Linked DNA regions of Sus scrofa: all the other regions are linked to region 1. The links are chromatin contacts, called in public Hi-C and promoter capture Hi-C maps. All regions are on one chromosome and are shown on one strand. The core of a region is the stretch at or near the end of the contact, and the rest is flanking DNA. Distances in the headings are between cores, read along the strand shown. Region 1 holds the start of SNX3 (sorting nexin-3). Region 2 holds the start of AK9 (adenylate kinase 9). Region 3 holds the start of PPIL6 (peptidylprolyl isomerase like 6). Region 4 holds the start of CD164 (sialomucin core protein 24).

Evidence for each region. Promoter capture Hi-C pulls out the DNA fragments that hold promoters and counts their contacts. Hi-C and Micro-C count contacts between places; a contact is called where the count stands out from the background.
Region 2: a contact with region 1 is called in a Hi-C map of liver, with 5 times the contacts expected there. The contact joins the promoter of AK9 here to the promoter of SNX3 in region 1. A contact is called at or near these places in 1 of 5 promoter capture datasets (liver) and 2 of 47 Hi-C or Micro-C datasets (heart right ventricle and liver).
Region 3: a contact with region 1 is called in a promoter capture Hi-C map of liver, with 4 times the contacts expected there. The contact joins the promoter of PPIL6 here to the promoter of SNX3 in region 1. A contact is called at or near these places in 1 of 5 promoter capture datasets (liver) and 1 of 2 datasets of contacts at active chromatin or transcription factors (alveolar macrophages).
Region 4: a promoter capture Hi-C map of liver shows a contact between it and region 1, with 10 times the contacts expected there. The contact joins the promoter of CD164 here to the promoter of SNX3 in region 1. A contact is called at or near these places in 1 of 5 promoter capture datasets (liver) and 2 of 2 datasets of contacts at active chromatin or transcription factors (alveolar macrophages and skeletal muscle).

The regions. Positions count from the first base shown.
Region 1 is chr1:74,347,666-74,352,248 of Sscrofa11.1, reverse strand. It overlaps SNX3 (sorting nexin-3), which reads left to right and starts at 2,514. Exons shown (of 4, transcript XM_021090786.1): 1 at 2,514-3,285. The coding sequence starts at 3,190.
Region 2 is chr1:75,691,642-75,696,224 of Sscrofa11.1, reverse strand. It overlaps AK9 (adenylate kinase 9), which reads left to right and starts at 2,810. Exons shown (of 40, transcript XM_021091050.1): 1 at 2,810-2,911. It overlaps FIG4 (FIG4 phosphoinositide 5-phosphatase), which reads right to left and starts at 1,997. Exons shown (of 23, transcript NM_001243250.1): 1 at 1,763-1,997. The coding sequence starts at 1,828.
Region 3 is chr1:75,505,494-75,510,076 of Sscrofa11.1, reverse strand. PPIL6 (peptidylprolyl isomerase like 6) reads left to right here and starts at 1,833. Exons shown (of 8, transcript NM_001243664.1): 1 at 1,833-1,987. The coding sequence starts at 1,865. It overlaps SMPD2 (sphingomyelin phosphodiesterase 2), which reads right to left and starts at 1,774. Exons shown (of 10, transcript XM_001925290.5): 1 at 1,224-1,774; 2 at 957-1,053; 3 at 767-843; 4 at 337-430; 5 at 115-204. The coding sequence starts at 1,273.
Region 4 is chr1:75,455,959-75,460,541 of Sscrofa11.1, reverse strand. CD164 (sialomucin core protein 24) reads left to right here and starts at 2,402. Exons shown (of 7, transcript XM_001924626.5): 1 at 2,402-2,457; 2 at 2,568-2,926. The coding sequence starts at 2,749. LOC102164525 (a long non-coding RNA gene) reads right to left here and starts at 2,298. Exons shown (of 4, transcript XR_300811.3): 1 at 2,208-2,298.

The sequences.
Region 1 (4,583 bases), core at 1,265-3,764:
TAATCTCCAACATGTGAACTTAAAAATCTTGTCCATGTACCCAAGGCAGAGAGGAGGGTAAAACCACCCACAGTGGGATTCTGATTGTATTTGCATTATCAATTTTAGATGAAATGATATTTTTCTAATATTAAGTCTTCCTATCATGGAACATGGAATCTTTTTAATATAGATTTTGGTTTACATCCTTTAATAAAATTTCAGTTTTGTTCCTATAAATCCTGTGCTTTCCTTCCTATGATTGTTTCGTTTTTATTTTGACTTTTGGTCATTGTTGTGAATAGGATATTTTTTCCATTTCCAGTCTAACTAGACAATACCTAGATGGAGGAAAATTATAAATTAAGTTCTTTACTTTCATTCAGCCACTAAATTCTCTCGTTAATTCTAGTAGCTTATTCTTCATGGATATTTCTGAGAATATAATCAGATCTCCTGAAAAATAATTTTTTTCCTGATGTTTATCCTGGGAAGCTCTCCTCTCTCTCTCCCTCTCTCTTTTTTTTTGACCACACCCAAAGCATGAAGACGTTCCCATGCCACAGACTGAACCTGAGCCACCACAGAGACAAAGGCCAGGATCCTAAACCAGCTGAGCCAGTGGGTAAGTCCTGAGGAGCTCTTCTCTAGCTGTTTGACTGTGTTGCTACCTTCTATGGCTGCTTCCCCACTGCAGGCGAGTGTTATTACTGCTGCCCAAGGCTGCTCTGAGTGGCCTCCAGGGAATGAGATAGAAGAATAGCCAAATGATTGCTTTGTTCTAGTGTCACAGATGACAACACAATAGGGTGGTTCCTGGTCTCTTAGATTTTAAATACTCCAATTCAAAGAGTCATTTATACACATTTCTTGAGCTCACTGCTGTAGTCAGAACAGTCAAGTGTCTATTTGGTCTCAGGCCAGCGATCGAACCAGCAACCTCATGCTTCCTAGTGGCATTCGTTAACCACTGCGCCGTGAAGGGAACCCCTGGGTCACTCTTTATCACATTATCCACCTTTCTTTACTGCACCAATCATATTGGCAGTTATATTATTTGTTGGTTTATTTATTATCTGTTTCCCCAAGAGAAACCATACATTTGACAATTACCCTCATGAACTCAGGGAATTTCAATACCTTCTCCATCTTTTTACCTCCAGTATCGAAGTGGAAAACACAGAGTTCCCATTGTGGTGCAGTGGAAACGAATCCAACTAGGAACCATGAGGTTGCAGGTTTGACCCCTGGCCTCGCTCAGTGGGTTAAGGATCTGGCATTGCCGTGAGCTGTGTTTTAGATCACAGACAGAGCTTGGATTCAGCGCTGCTGTGCCTTGGGCGCAGGCCAACTCCTAGCCTGGGAGCCTTCATATGCCGCAGGTGTGGCCCTAAAAAGGCCAAAAAAAAAAAAAAAAAAGTGGAAAACACCGAGTAGGCCTTCAATAAATATTTATTGAATGAATGAATGTAGAGTTTTCTTGAAAATAATCTACGTGTTCTTTTTTTTTTTTTTTTTTTTTTTTTTTGTCTTTTGGCCATTTCCAGGGCCACTCCCTCGGCATATGGAGGTTCCCAGGCTAGGGGTCGAATCGGAGCTGTAGCTGGCCTACATCACAGCCACAGCAACGCGGGATCCGAGCCGCGTGTGAGACCTACACCACAGCTCACGGCAACGCCGGATCCTTTAACCCACTAAGCAAGGCCAGGGACCGAACCCATAACCTCATGGTTCCTAGTCGGATTCGTTAACCACTAAGCCACAACGGGAACTCCTCATTTTTTTTTTAATACCAACTGTACTTAGTGTTATTAAGAAGGGCTGCTAATGATTCAGACAACTTTTCAGCTTAAGGGACAGATCAGATTATTTAAAGAGAATGGGTTTTCTGAATCTAACATAAAACACACACACACACACAAAGAGCTGTGATACAACAACATCAAGGGCCATAACTCCCCAGGCAGGGCAGGAATAGACATCTATCCTTCTACCTCAATGCTCAAAGTCTGCATTTATTGGCAATCAACTATGATCTACTTAATTGTTTTGTCTTTTTTTCATTTCTGATAAAGGTTTATCCGAGTTCCACTTCAAATGCTGTACCGATGTTTTATCACCTTAAAAAAAAAAGCTACTGGAGTTCCCATAGTGGCTCAGGGGTTAACAAATCTGACTAGCATCCATGAGGACGTAGGTTCCATCCCTAGCCTTGCTGAGTGGATTAAGGATCTCAAGCCGTGCCATGAGCTGTGGTGTAGGCCAGCAGCTACAGCTCCAATTCCACCTCTCCATGTGCTGCAGGTGCGGCCCTAAAAAAAGCAAAAACGCAACAAAACAAAAACTTACTTAAATTTTGTAACTGAAGGGGGAAAGCTGCAGATCACTCAAACATCAGAAATTCAAGGCAGGCTTCGGCCCATATACTACCTGTTAATTTTAGCCCATCGGTCTCCCAAAACGGTTTGACCGTTGGATATGACGTCATTAAGTTGTTCCCACCTTCAATTTACCAAACCAGACACGTGTCCAGTGAGACTCCAAGTTGATATCAAAATCATCATTTGAGGCATATGTTCAAGGTTATCTAGAAAAGCATTTTCAGTGGTTTATGGTGAGACAGTGGATATGTCGGAATTGAGTTAGCATAGGCAGTTCTGTTCCACTTGCAGGCAAATCTCTTCCATCTCGTTGTTTAACTTGTCTGGCAGCTACCAAGGCCTCTAAGATCGTTTCCGGTGTTCTTCTCACCGTTCCAGGTCTAGGCGGATACATAAAGACAGGAAGCGCCCGCCCCCGCACTCCGGTCCTGGGTCCCATAGCACCTCGGACGCAGCCCAGTAGCGGCGCGCTCGCCCGGTGCATTGTGGGCGCTGTAGTCTGGCCGGAATCTGTTCGCGCCTACAAGACCCGTGACTCTCCTTCTCCGCCGGCGAGCTCGCCGTTCCTCTCCGTGGCTTCCGCTGGGCCTCCCGGCCTCGGGGCGCAGCGTTCCGTCGGGTGGGTTGTTTCCTGCTTGGGCTCAAGAGGCAGCAGCCAGAGCGGCGCGGGGAGGAGCTTCGCGCGCAAGGGTGAACGCCCGCTCTACGTGCTCGTTCGCCTTGCGACCGCTGCGCGCGAGTCCGGTGTCCCCGCGGCGGGCAGCAGAGGCGGCGTCGGTGGATCGCGGAGGGGGCGGAGGGAGTCCGCGGCGGCGGCTACAGCAGCGAAATGGCGGAGACCGTGGCGGACACCCGGCGGCTGATCACCAAGCCGCAGAACCTGAATGACGCTTACGGGCCTCCCAGCAACTTCCTCGAGATCGATGTGAGCAATCCGCAGACAGTGGGGGTCGGCCGGGGCCGCTTTACCACCTATGAAATCAGGGTCAAGGTGAGGCCATCTTTCCCCCCTACAGAGAGACCCCTCCCATAGTTCCCTGGTGCCCCTAGCCTTCCCTGGAGCGCGTCTCCCTAGCGGCCTTGGCTGTTGAGTCCGGGGCTGCTGGCTGACATGGTAGGGCAGTTCTGTCCACGGGCGGGGTCGGGGGCGAGGGCCCCTCTTCGTGTTGGGCTGGCTTGGGAGTTGCAGAGTGACCTGAGCCCCGTGCTGGCACTTGAGGACGGTACGCGAAGAGGGCGTGGGTTGAACGCCGCTTGCCCCTCAGGCAGCTGATCTCGGAATGACATTTGAGTTGGAAAGGGGTAGATCTTTCGAGAACACAGCTCTTCTTTGGGAAGGGAGCTAAATGTGACTGAGAAAGGGGATTTGCTCAAAGTTGAAGCCTTTTCAGTTTTCTTTTCCTGGACACTTTTCTCCGAGGTGGCCAAGCCTAGCTGATTGCTTGAGGCCCTTCCCGAGCTACCAGACTCACCTCGTTTGTACGCTTCCCTGAACAGAACCTCAGGGGAGTTTACAAAAGCCTCTGACAAATGTGGTAGGGCTGAGCCGGGCGAGAACTGCAATTGGAAATGATCGGCCCTAGCTTTCTGGGTCACTGTCTGTTAAAGGGTGAGAAGTGGGGAATGTTGCCTTCCTCACAAAACTACAACTGCTTTAAGAAAAGCTTGTTCGTTGAGGGATCTTGCTCTCTTAATTTAGAGATTTGCACTTCACTGAATGAAGGAATCAGTTGAAGTAGAAACACATTCATAATTTCATAATTAAAATTTGTTGGCAGTAAGTAATTCAGATGATTTGAAAGATGGTAATTGAGAATATTGCTTCACTTTCAGTCTACAGTTCAGGATTAAAGAAGTTACTCATGTATGGAAGTATCTTTAAAAATTGGTTACATAAAACGAATCCAGCTGTTAATGAACAACAAATTATTAAAAATTAAGCATAAGAATTTGGCTTTAGAGCAATCACAATATACATAACAAGTTACTATTAACATTTAAGTGGAGTGGTTCCTCTAACTTGAAATTTTTTTGTGGGGTAAAATATACACAAAATTTACCATCTTAACCATTTTTAACTGTACAGTTTAGTAGCGTTCAGTTTATTCACTGCCGTGAAACCTACACACTTTAAAAATGATTTACTTATCATGTAGTATTGTTTTAAAAATGTAGTAATCATCAAACTTTAAGATATCAAACTAGCAAGTTAATGTTCGAAAC
Region 2 (4,583 bases), core at 1,561-4,060, 1.3 Mb before region 1:
TTAGCAGAAGATTGGGCCATTACAAGGTGAGAACAGCAAAAAAAACAGAGGGTGGTTATAGAGAACTGAAAGCAACCCAATTTTACTGCAGAATAAGACACATAAAGGCACATAGTTAATACTCAATAAATGATTGCCAAGTTGATATAAGACCAGACAGACAAGTTGAGGACAAATTCTATATGGCTTTGAATGCCCAACTAAGGGAGGCAGAGTTTACTCTCCTCAGAACAGGAGCCACTGAAAATTTCTGAGCAGAAGAGCCCCATAATATGGACTGTGCTTTAGAAAGAACATTAACATCTCAGCCAGTCCTCATGAATGCTCAGCTTATTAAAGGGCTGAAATTTCTGTGTTTAAGTATAGTATGCATGTTTCTAACTAGGGACATTTATCAGCACTTGTACAGAAAGCAGAAGGTTTTGTTTCAATGTCAAAATGATACTTCTGTATGACTCTCCTCAGAGGACAAGTGAAGATATTTGCAAATTTGGTATTATTAGATAATTTTATCTTCTGGTCTGGATTATCAAATGAAGTTGTCAGCAAAATTAATTTAGGGTCAACAATGTTTCTATGCTAATGCTAATGATGACTAGCAGACAAGCTAGTCTCATGTAATAACTGAGAATCTGCTATGTACCTTCTTGCACTCCTCTAATAGTTCCACTGAATGTGTTTTATAAGACATTCTACAGCATAAGCAATGAGTATTATGAAGGTTTTGAGCACATGCCATCCTGTAACCATTAAGTGTAATTTAAACACAGACCCTAATATCAATGATACCCCAGTTTAGAAAAGCTATACTTTATTTTCTAGCCACAGAGATGACAAAGTACATACTTCAAGCACCATTCATTAAATTTTAGGGAACTAGTAACGTAAACATAAAAACCTATCTGCTTGGGAGTTCCAATTGTGACTCAGTAAGTTAGGGACCCTACAGTTATCTCTGTGAGGATTTGGGTTCCATCCCTAGCCTCACTCAGTGGGTTAAGGATCCTGCACTGCTGCAAGCTGCGGAGTAAGTCGCAGGTGCCGCTGGTATCTAGTGTTGCGGTGGCTGTGGCATAAGCCACAGCTGCAGCTCCTATTCAACCACTGGCCCAGGAACTTCCATATGCCACAGGTGCAGCCATACAAAAGACAAACGAACAAACAAAAACCTGGATCTGCTAATTCTACCAGTAACTATTTACATGGTGATTTGAAGAAATAAAACAGAACAAAATAAAACTGTGTAGGAAAAAAGTAAAATGAAAAGCAAAAGAATTCTATCCAAACAAATCAACAAAGTTTTCTTTCCCTTCAAATAAAGAGAACCAAAAATGTCAGCAATAAAAGCATACATAATTATTATCAATCACTGCGACGCCACGGCATAGGAAAACAGAAAAGTTACCGATTCACAGGTCGAGAATATTTTTCTAACCCCTACTTGTACTATAACTAGTGAACCGGAGAACTCCAAGACTTTCCCAAAGTTGAAAAGAATTCAGTAACTCGTACAGAACTTCATGAACAGTTTTTGAGATATCACAAACACTTGCTGCCAGGGTGTTCCAACCTTGGCTTTTAAGTGGTGCTGCAAAAGCTACAGTGTCCCGGGTGCCATAACAGGGCGAAGCCCCCTCGGGCGCATTCCCCAGGACTCGAATTAGGGAACAGAGGGAAGATGGGGCGGGCTGCTGCTCTGCCCCACCGCCCCACACCTACTCGGCCGCTGTCCTCCCCGCACCCCACTGGGCTGGGTACTCACAGCTCTAGTCTCGTACAGAACCAGCTTTTGGACCAAGCTGATTATGGGGGCGGCGGCCGCGGGCATGGCCGAGCAAACGGGGGCGCGCCCCAACAGGCACTAGGCCACAGCCTTGGTTGCAGCAGCCTCGGAACTGCCCCCAAGAAACCCGGAGAGAAGACGCCTCAGATCCAAGATGCCAAGTTCCGCAGGTAAAAACACTGCATCGGCACGAAATACATAGATGATCAGCTACTAAGGTTCAGGTGTTTCCGGATCCGTAGGCCCCACCTCCAGGCAAACCCCACCCCAGCTACCGCGTGGGCGGGACTGGAGGAAGAACCATAGAGAAGTGGGGTAGAGGTTTCCAGAGCCTGCGTACTGCGAAGGAGGAAGCAAAGAACGCCATCTTTGGTATGGGAACGAGGAAAAGTGGGCGGAGAAAAGGGCACTGCCAGTTTAGTTAAATCTCACCTTTTTCTGGTCCTTCTCTTTGCAAAAGTGGACGATTTGGGACTGGATTACTTCTTTTGAATTGGCTCTCCGACTTGCAGATAGATCCATTCCCAAGTTTGTCTGTTTTTTCTCTGCCTACTTCTGCCCTTTCCTGAAAACCTACTCTGTGACGGTCCTGCACTAAGCATAGGTGTTTTTCCCCTTCTGTCGCTGTGTGTCTCTTTTACCCTTAGAAGAATCAACTAAATCCATGGTATCCAGAGGGTGTGTGGTTCAATTAGTGTTTTATAATCGCTTAAAGTTGGAAATTTCCAAGCTTGCCACTTATTTGTGCAGGAGGCTAACCATCTGTAAATTCTAAAAAAAGACTGTCGAGTGTAGTGTAATACAACGTAGTGTAGTACTGGCTTTGGAGTTCTGCGTTAAAAGAAGTTTTCTTACACGAGATGTGAGTGAACATAAGTAAACAACGCATGTACTCTCTTTGATCATCAGCTTCCATATTTGTGAAAAGGAGTGTATTAAAATTTTGAATACAAAGGTACGAAAGTGAGTATTTAAAGTAAATCAGTAAATTACAGCCCCACCTTCCGAGGCCCCGCCCCCAAGAGGCTCGACACTTTGCACCAAGCTGGGTTCCCTTGGCAACCGCTCAACAGATCCCAGAGTCCCTGGAGAGGACTGCAGCCAGCCGGTGGGGTCTGCTACGAATAGGTATGTAGGAGTCAGAGTCCACCGCTCGGATCCATTTCCGTAGCGAATGAAATCCCACCATCTCCTGCGGGGAGCCCAGACCAGTTCCTTTCCTTGCAAAATTAAACTTCGAGATCTCCGTAAATTCCGCTTTTGAACCTCACTCCTCCTTTCAACGAACATCGTTTTCATTCCACAGGTATTCACTGGGTACCAACTGTGAGATGTAAGATGTACTGGAATGGCAAAAGTGCTAGGTTTCCCAGGAAATGGGTCCCTTGTTAACTGCAGAGCCCACTGCTAGAGGATTTTTTCAACTGCTAAAAATGTAAGGAAATTTAAGAATTTTTGTATTCAATTGTAGTATAAACATAATGTGGCATTGGGGATTATATTGTAAATTCAAAATCAAGAAATTGCAAAATTTTTAAATTAATATTTATTTTAAACTTTCTTTCATAGTTTGGTATGAAATTTTGGGTTTTATTAAGAACTAGAAAGATGGCGAAGTTCCCTTTGTGGCTCAGTGGTTAACGAACCCGACTAGTAACTGGTTGCAGATTCGATCCCTGGCCTGCTCAGTGGGTTAAGGATCTGGCGTTGCTATGGCTGAGGTGTAGGCCAGCCGCTACAGCTCCTATTCTACCCCTAGCCTGGGAACCTCCATATGCTATGGGTGCAGCCCCAAAAAGACAAAAGAAACAAGAACAACAAAAACAAAAACAAAAAACTAGAAAGATGGCCATCTCAGCACTGGCACTTTGCATTGACTTGGATCTTTTACCTGGGAAAAATACTTAGTTCTGTTCCATTACATAATGGAAAGCAACTCTTCTGAACATGAGTTAAATATTTGCACATTTTTATTCAGGATAACTCAAAATATCTGTAGAATTCCAGTTTTCCAATATTTAGTTTTCAATTATTATATTACTATATTCCATTTGAAACTGGTGTTAGTTTTGTTCATCCAGAAGCAGATCCTGAGACAAAACTTGAGGACAAATAGTTTATATGGGCAATAATCTAGCAAAACAACAGCCACAAAGGGAAGGAAGCTAATAAAGGGAATAAAGGGAATATTATTAAGCAAATTTCTCTGTTAGCTGAATTCTCTGAGGAATTCTTGGATGTATGTCTCAGTTATTCCCTTTTAAGGGGAAAGAGAGCTGGGGTATTTATTCACCAATTCCCATCAGTTATAGGTTGAGTCTTGCTATGGAAGAATATTAATTCTTATACAGTTATACAGTCTGCTGTATAACTCAGGCAGAACAAGGTCTGGCAGCCAGAAAGGGCCCTTAAACAAAGAACCACAAGCCACCAGTTGGAAGCCGGGCTGGTCATCTGTGGAAAAGGTTGGTGTCAAATGGATAGGGTTAGGGTACTAATAACATCTGCAACATTCCAAGCTTTGCCCCACTCATACCCATTGCGCTCCCTCCACATTAAGTTGACAGCATCCTGTCACTGGTTCTTCAAGGCAGTTTCTGGTCCCAGTTTCTAAAACAAAAGGATGCGCAAAAAGACCTACATCTCCCTGCTCCTAATTAGGTAGCAGCAGCTCTACCTCTACTTTCCAGGGCAGTAACTCCTTATCAAGGACGTGACTCATTAGAGGTCATCATAGATTCTGCTTGTTACACCACTCTCATAGCCCCATGCACACGCTTCTTCCCCAGAACCCTTTTTC
Region 3 (4,583 bases), core at 584-3,083, 1.2 Mb before region 1:
AAGGAGATCCAGCCCCCGCATCTCATCCCATGGCAGCCCAGCTAGAGGAGTCCCATCTCTCCCTCCCAGGACCATGTTGCCTGTCCCACCCTAAGCACTGCCGGTTTCACTCACATGGGTCACGTAGGCATTGAGCACCAATCCACTTAGATGGAGCACCAGCAGCCCCACAGCTTTCCCACAGAACCAGTCACCATGGTGGACCTGCAGGCAGAAGAGGGCAGGAACTCAGGGCACAGCTACCCCTTTCTGCCCCTCTCCTGCAGCCAGCCCTAGGCTACCTCGGTTACCATGTGTTAGTGGTGGATGGTGAAAGAGGTCAGAGAGCAGACTCACCATGTAAGGATAGCCATTGAGGGTGAAGACGTGCTGGGTGAATTCCTGGATTGGGTGTTTGGAGAAGACACAGAGACCACTGCCAATGATGCCACTGAAAACCAAGCCCTGATCAGTAACCAGAAAAGCAAACAAAGAAATCTCCCCCTAGGCGTCTTTCCCTTCTTATCAGCTACCTTCTCCTCTCTGCCCCTGGCACCACCCCAGAAGGAAACTCAAAGCATCAGCTGTTCTGGGGCTGATAGGACGCCCTGATAATAAGTCTTGAGAAGAGCTGAAGAACTAGCTCTTCCTCCTTCTGCCTCTTCCTGCTCCCACACTCAGAGAAGAGGAGCCTGGGCGGGGTTGGGGTGGGGATAGGCTGCAGGCAGCGTAGGGAAGGGCAGGCAGGGCCAAGAGCCTCCAGGTCTGAGGCCAGGCGGCTCCTCACCTCCTGAAGTAGTGTGCAGCTGGGTAGGTGGGCAACAGCTTCTGCCTCAGGTACTGGAAATCCTGCTCACTCCACACCTGAGGAATGGGGTCAAGATGCTGGCCCGGCCCTTCCCCGGGGAGAAAGACCCGCTAGCACCCCCAGCCGCCCCCTCGGGCCAAGGTTCCACAATAGTTCCGCCCGGCCCCACCTCCTCCAGCAGAACAAGGTCGAAGCTCTCCATGTTCAGAAAGTCTCCCAGGCGCTTGACGCGGTCGGCCCGGTGCTTGCTCAGGAAGGGAATGCCCCTGAGAACCAGAAGGGCAGGGAGGTGACGGCGGGGGTGGTCGGCGCTCCGGGAAACATCGGAGCTGGGGCGAGGTGCGCGCTGTCTCCATACCCGGAGGCTGCAGCGCAGGGGAGAGCCGAGCCCCGGATGTGAGGGAGGTCCCAGGCCCGGGGCGGCGGGCGCACTCACCAGCAGTTGAGGTTAAAGATCTTCAGTCGCAGGGAAAAGGTGGGCTTCATGGCGAGGGCACTGGGGGGCGCGGGACGGCTCCGCAAAGGCAGCGCGGTGCGGCCCGAGGCGGGCGAGCTGGCCGGGCTCTTCGAGGGGTAAAGGGCACAGGTGGTCGCCCCGCCCTCGCGCTCCTGGGAAGGCCGCGGCCGCGAGGCCCGCGCGGCCTGGGACGGCCTCCCGCGTTACCCGGGCAACCGGCCGACTGGCCCCAATCTAGCTGCGCGCCAACCCGGAAAGGCGATCTGCGGCGAAATCGGGCGCAGATGAGAGTCCGCTGCCGCGCGAGAGGAGGTCCCGCGGAGGACCCTAGGCGGGGGTCGGGGCGGGGTCCTGGAGGAGGCCCGGGCAGGCGGCAGACCGGGCTGAGTCTTGTGGGACGTAGGCTCCCGGTTCCTCTTCGCTCGCCGCTGGGGGCGGGAGCCCAGGCGTCCTCTCTAGCCTCGCAGGCGGCTCACCAGCAACAGGAGCAAAGTTGAGGAAACGCCGGGCCCTAACGCCTCGCCCCGCCCTCTTCCTCCCGGCGGGCGGCGGGGGCGGGGTCGCGTGGTTGCCCTGGCGACACGCAGTGTTTGTGCTCCAAGGAGTCCTCGCGCGCTGCCATGGCTAGCCAGCGGCTTTCGGTCCCCTGCAGCTCGCAGTTGCCGCCCGAGCAGCCGCTGCAGGTGAAGGTGGTGGGGCTCTTCAAAAGCTCTAGCTTTCAAGTTGCGAAGAGCACCGCTGAGGTAACCGCGAAGAAACCGCAAGTGTGGGCGGCCGGTCCGGCTTCTGTGTCTAGCGCCTTCTCGTGGCGGGGCTTCAGGATCGGGGAGGGGAGGTTCTGGCTGATGTGGACAGGAGCGTGCAAAGGCAGGTGCGGGTACTGGCGGGAGTTCCACCTCGAGAAGGGCTACCTTTAAAGGGAGATCGGAGCGAAGGAAGCGTTCAGGACCTTGCTGGGAATAAAGGTGATTCCTTCCTCTAAATTACCACACATTTTATTCCACGGTAAAAAAAAATTTTTTCTTTTATGGTTGCAGCTTCAGGAGCTTGCTGCAGTCGGGTTCTTAACCCACTGTGCTGCGGGAGGAACTCCTCCACATTAATTTTTAATTGAAATTATAGATTTTAAAACTTTGTGAAAGAAAATGGTACCCCGTAAGCGGCTGATTTTTTCAAATCCCACCCCAAGTAATTTTTGAAAACTATTCATTTGGGAAGGGATGAGTTTTTTCCCCCTGTAAATTTTCTATAACAGTCAGGGCCATTCCATTGAAGGTGCTTAAGGGATTTCTTTTTTTTGGTCTTTTTTTTTTTGGCATTTCTTGGGCCGCTCCCGCGGCATATGGAGGTTCCCAGGCTAGGGGTCTAATCGGAGCTGTACCCACCAGCCTATGCCAGAGGCACAGCAACGCAGGATCCGAGCCGCGTCTGCAACCTACATCACAGCTCACAGCAACGCCGGATCGTTAACCCACTGAGCAAGGGCAGGGATCGAACCCGCAACCTCATGGTTCCTAGTCGGATTCGTTAACCACTGCGCCACGACGGGAACTCCAGGGATTTCTTAACAAACAACCCACAAATGCTTTGGAGAATCCAGACATTTCTTTGTAAACATGTGGAATGATGTCAAAGGAAAAACACTTTAATTGGAAGAATTTGGCTAGGTCAATAATGCTGCACCACACCTGTAACCGAATGCAGCAGAAATGCAGAAATGTATGAATTACTGAAATGTCAAATTCAGCACGTCTTTGGGGTTTGCTCCAGAAATGCCGCTGTAAGATTATGCCAAGCTTCTATTCTTCAAAGCCTCATTAGACTCCAGAACAATGCCTTCTTCATGTTTGTTATCTCCCAAAGTACCCAGCTGGATACTTGACACAAAATGTTCCCAAATAGAAGAAATCTTAAGAATTCCTACCTTCTTGCCTGCTCCAAGTCCACCGCGTTAAAGTCTGTATTTACATTAAATCAGGAAATAGTAACTAATTTGTGCGAAATCAGTAAAGTTTATATCCAGATGAAGAGAATATGTGATAAGAAGTCTAAAAACCAAATGTTGATCATTTAAAATAGAAATTATGGACTGTGTTAGCTGGGTTGATAGGATGAGCAAAGTTTTATGGCCCAAGTTGTATTTAATGGAGCTTGAGGGATTTTTTTTCCCTCATTTTTTCTTAGCTCCTTTTGCGAAGGATGTTTTCTCCAAAAAAAAAAAAAAATTATGAATACCAGAGTTCCCTCATGGCTCAGCAGGTTAAGGATCCAGCACTGTTACAGCTATGGCATGGGTTCAATCCTTGGCTAGGAACTCCTGCATGTCGTGGGCACTGCCAAAAAAAAAAAAGGCCAAATGTTAACTTTTCACTCTCTTAAGCTTTTGACTACTGTAGCTTGAATATGAAAACATATCAATGTAAATTCAGTTCTGTTTTTTTTTTTTTTTCTCTTTTTTTTGTCTTTTCTAGGGCTACACCCTTGGCATATGGAGGTTCCCAGGCTAGGGGATGAATAGGAGCTGTAGCTTCCGGCCTACACCACAGCCACAGCAACTCAGGATCCAAGCCGTGCCTGCGACCTACACCACAGCTCACAGCAATGCCGGATCCTTAACCCACTGAGCAAGGCCAAGGGATCGAATCCCCAACCTCACGGTTCCTAGTCGGATTCTTTAACCACTGAGCCACAACAGGAACGCCCAGTTAGTTCTATCTTAATAAAAGATTCTTGAATATATTCCCAAAATGATCATTTGTGAGCAATCCCCAAGCCTAATTAACTGACAAAGATTTAGATTTATAAAGAGTAACTAAGTATTATGTAATGTAGTCCATTCTGAAACAAACATTAAATTATGAAGAAAGTATGATTAAATACGCTTAATTTGAAAACCCTTGGGCCTAATAGTTATTCCAAGTGGCCACTTAGTTAGAAACAGCAGTCAGCCTGCACAGCAGTCAGCTCACCTCAGACAGCACAGAATTAAGAAAAAGGACACATCAGCTGGGGGTGGGTATAGCCGACTAAGACGGAAATGGTGGGATTGCTTTTGCCTTCTTCTGTCACCCCTGCTGCCAAGGCAGGGTGCACTCCTGTGCTGGCTTCTCCCCCTTGGAGTATCCACCCTTGATGAAGCATGCCTGGCCAGTGTCTCCTTAGACCACGATGGAGGCAGCCAGCTGCCCTGCTGGTTCATTTACTCCTCACACTCGCTTAGGAAAGTGAGGCCTTACTGTTACTGCCTCAACTGCCTTCTCTTGCTTTATGAGAAGGTAAAGTGTAACCTAACAGGAACCAAAACTTTTTTTTTCCCGACAGATATTGTTAACAGGTGAG
Region 4 (4,583 bases), core at 1,153-3,652, 1.1 Mb before region 1:
AAGTCAAAACTACAATGAGGTGTTACTTCACACCAATCAGAATGACCATCATCAAAAAGTCTACAAATAATAAATGCTGAGGAGGGCATGGAGAAAAGGGAACGCTGTCAGTGGGAGTGTAAATTGGTGCACTACTATGGAAAAGAGTATGGAGGTTTCTTAAAAACTAAAAATAGAGTTACCATATGATGCAGCAATCCCACTCCTGGGCATATATCCAGAAAAGACAAAAGCTTTAATTAAAAAAGATACATGTACCCCAATATCCATAATGGCACCATTCACAATAGACAAGACATGGAAGCAGCCTAAGTGTCCATGGACAAAGGGGTGTGGTATACACACACACAAAGAAAGACACACACACACACACACACACACACACACACACACAGTGGGATATTACCCCGCCACTAAAAATAAAAAAAGAGTGAAAGAATGCCATTTGCAGCAACATGGACAGACCTAGAGATTATCACACTAAATCAAGTCAATAGAGAAAGACAAATACTATCTGTGGCATCTAAAAATAATGCAAATGAACTTATTTACAAAACAGAACTGGACTCCAGACATAGAAAACAAATTTATGGTTACCAAAGGGGAAGGGGAGAAATAATGAAAATTACTTTGCTATACACCTGAAGCTAACACAATATTGTAAATCAATTATCGTCAATATAAAAAAACTATTTTATTAAAAAAAATTTGTTTTTGTCTTTTTAGGGCCACACCCATGGCATATGGAGGTTCTCAGGCTAGAGGATGAATCAGAGCTGTAGCTGCTGGCCTACGCCACAGCCACAGCAATGCCAGATCCAAACCACATCTGCAACCTACATGGATGCTAGTCAGATTGGTTTCTGCTCATCCACGACAGGAACTCCAAAAACTCTATTTTAGATGCCAGTCCTTGGTTTGAAATGGTGAAAATAACTTTGGAAGTCTTCCTTGACCTGGCTCAACAGATGCTGTGCTAAATAAGCTGATGCTTTTTTAGTCTTAAAAACAAGAGTGAAATGTCCCCTTACGAAGACCAACAAAAATTTGACAACTAGAGTTGAACACCCCGTGGCAAACTGTAAAACAGTGGCCTCCACAATAGCGTGTTTTCATCTTAGCATGGAGACAATCCATCCGGGTATGGGAAGAAAACAGAACTTCTATTACATTTTCAACATTAAAAAAAAAGTTGACTAGTGCCTTCATTTGGTCTGGTATCAGATGGTCATGTGCTAAATAAATACTGTGTGAGAGGAATCCTGACTGAAGAGATAGGTTTGAAGGCTGATGATGAGACCTCACTTACTTACTTGGTTGTACTCTCATGCTTTGGATGGCAAGTTGGACCAGTAAAAAAACGAGTTTCTGGCTTACATCCAAGCAATCTCTAACTAGCCTAGTTCATGGAACAAATGTTTATAGTCAGGAGGGTACACAAGCACCCCACTGATTTGATTGTAGGTTTAGGAAAGCCTTCAAGTTTAGGTAAACAAGGTAAATAGCTTACACAGTCATCTTTTGGGGGGGGGTGGATTCCATAGCGGGGTACATCTCACAAAAGCTACTGATGTTGCGTTACTTTTTCTTTTTAGGATAGGTGTGCGCAATTAAAATTAAATGATAAATACAAATAGCTGAAAACAGCTTTATAATCCAACTTTTACCATTTGATAGAAGCATGGCTGTACGCGTAAATATTTTTGTGAGACTGAGCATCAGATGGCGCTCATCCCTACTAAAAGCCTGAGCAGTGGCAGAATATTAACAGGCATTTCAAAATCCAGCCATGACGCCAAGCAATTGTGCCTTTCAGTCGAGTCACTTTTCTGAGTCTCGGTTTCTTCACCTGTAAAGTGGGGGTGGGAACAACCCAGATGGATTTCCAACTCTACCGTCTTTGATGCTTCCACTATAGCAGTGGCACGGACCGGCGGCTGCCACCGCTCACTGGCTGAAACCGCGAGAGACTCAGAAAACTCAAGGTGTGAAAGTGTGACAGAGGCAGATGGTGTGCGGCTCCGGCTGGAAAGCAGGAGAACGCTTTCAGTGTCTCAGCCGCTCACGTAGTGTGGGCGCCAGAGCAAAAACTGAACCGCGCGCGGTATCTCCATTTCCCTGGGATTTCCTAACACGAGGTCACTTACAACAAAACCCACTTTCAATGGGAAACGCGCGGGTCCTGAGAAGGATACTTATGCAAGCACCTTGGCAACGCGCGAGGGCAGTACAAACTTTATGCCTGCCCGGGTCCTGAGCGAAACGCCTGGAAACTACTTCCGCCTTGCGGTACTCGGGTCCTAGGGGCGCGGCTCCGGGGGTCACGTGGGGTATAGCCGATTCACCGCCACGACGCCGTGGCTACGTCATATAGCTTGTCCCATCCAAGACGGGGTGGGAGCCTTCTCTGTTGCCGGAACGAGAAAAGCCCAGCCGCATCCTTGTGACAGTCTCAGGGTAAAGAAAAGAATTTTATGTGTCTGTCCAGTTTCTTCGCTATATACAGTCGCTTGGAGGGACAGCTTCCTTCAGGTTTCCTCTCGATGTTCCTGTTCCCCCTCCCGTAGGATTCCAGTTGGTGTCGCCAGCGCCCCGCCTCCGCACGCCGCGGCCCTGGGGTAGCTCACGTGACCCCGGCACGCTCCCGCGGGGGGAGCGAAATCTCGAGGGCATCGCCGCAGGGGACAGAGGGACGCACGCTCCGTTGAGCACCTCATCTTTCGCTTGGACGCCAGCGCGAAGGACGCGATGTTGGGGCTCTCCCGCCAGCTTCTTTGGGCCGTCGGCTGCCTGGCCGCGCTCTGCGTGCTGACAGCGGCGAAGAACAGCACCATCCTGCCTCCGAGTACGACTACACCCTGGCTTTCACCGCCCACCACCCAGACAACCTCCGCGCCGCCGAAGACGCTCCCCACTCCAGCACCAGGTGGGCGCCGGTCCTACGGGCTTCCTACGCTCTTCTCCCGGGCGGAGCCGCCCGCGATGCCCGCGGAGCCGGGGCCCGGGCGGGCCGCGCTCAGGCAACATGGCGGCCCGTCCGAGTCCAGCCGGGACCAGGCCGAGGTGGCCGCGGTGGCCGAGGTGGGGAAGCGCCCTGGGGGGAAGGGGCGGCGGTTTCCGACCTCACAGTATCCCGCGCCGTGGTGCTGTTTAAAAGTGCCTCGTAATCCCCAGCCTGACTTCAGGCTCGGAAGAGGGGACGTGGCTTCCTTCCGCGGTGGCAGCGGTGAGGTTGATTATGGGGCGAGGCGGCCGCCTCCAAAGTTGGCGACGAGACCGAATTCCCTCTCGTTGGCGTTAGTCGTTTGTCCACCCAGGTTTTCTTTTCGAAGGCAGGCTTCTCCTGAGGTTGGCGAAAGAGGGAAAGAGACGCTGAAGACGTTAACGTTTTCTGGTGCCTCAGACCTGGGTGTGAAAAAATAAGTGGCTTGGGATTTAATTACATCGATTTTGCGGATAGGTATGGGATGTATTTGAGGTTGGAGCTTTTAATTAATTAAAGCTTAATACGCCCCATGCTATATGTGCAATGGAGGAAAAGTACCATACCCATTCGTATATCTGGTACTTCGCATATATCTCAAACTCAAAGATAGGTGGTGAAACTTAGGAGATGGAAGGAGATAAATTAACTGTGTCAAAACCCTATGTTTAGTAGTTTGAGAAGCTGAGATTCGAACCCAGGTCTCTGGATTTTCTAAAGCCCGGTCTGGAACACCTTTTATTAAGCTCTACAGACGATCTGGGAACTGGTTTAGGCATACACTAAATCTCTTAGCAGAATTTGGCAGTGCTTTGACAACACACGAGAGAGGGGGAGATAAATTTGAGGTAATAAGGTGAAGAACTTCTCTAGATATCTAAAACCTGCAGTCTAGTGTGATTGGCTGTTCTAATTAATATTGGGTGAGAAGTAACTGGCATCTTGATGGAAGAATTGCTGAAGTGTAACGATTTTTACCTTGGTATTTTTTTTTCAGGCTGATCGTGTTGTTTTACAATATCTTCCCTAGTTGTTGTGTTTTATAGGAGTTTAATGAAATACGTAATGTTATTTGTTAGATTTAGAAAGGTATGATGGTAAAATTCAAACATGTTTTGATGAGGAAAGAGAATCGCAGTACAATACTGAAATTCTTGCCACACTATTTCTAAGATGATAGAGCAGAATGTTTTGTATTTGTGCATATTGGTAGTTTGAACTGTTGGTGTGTGTGTGTGTAAAGAGAGGCTTGGAAACATGTTCATTGCATTTGTGTAATTGAAATGAATGCAAAGGAGATGATTTGTATTTTCTGTAATTGGTAGTTGGACAAACTGCAGTCTGAAGGGGAGCACATTTAGTTCATTGTAAGTAATGTTCACTCTGCTACCCAAACATTCATCATCAAGCACAAAAGATTTAAACAACTAGCATTTTTTGTCTGTATACAGACATCTGAAGAACTAATTTCTACTTTGTGACCACCTCCCCCAGTCCTCAAAGGGTGCCATGTCTCCGATAAATATGTCCAAGTCTCTGATAAATATTGAAATTCAATCCTTCTGTGCAGAACTATTTTTTAGGTACAGGGAAGGCAAAT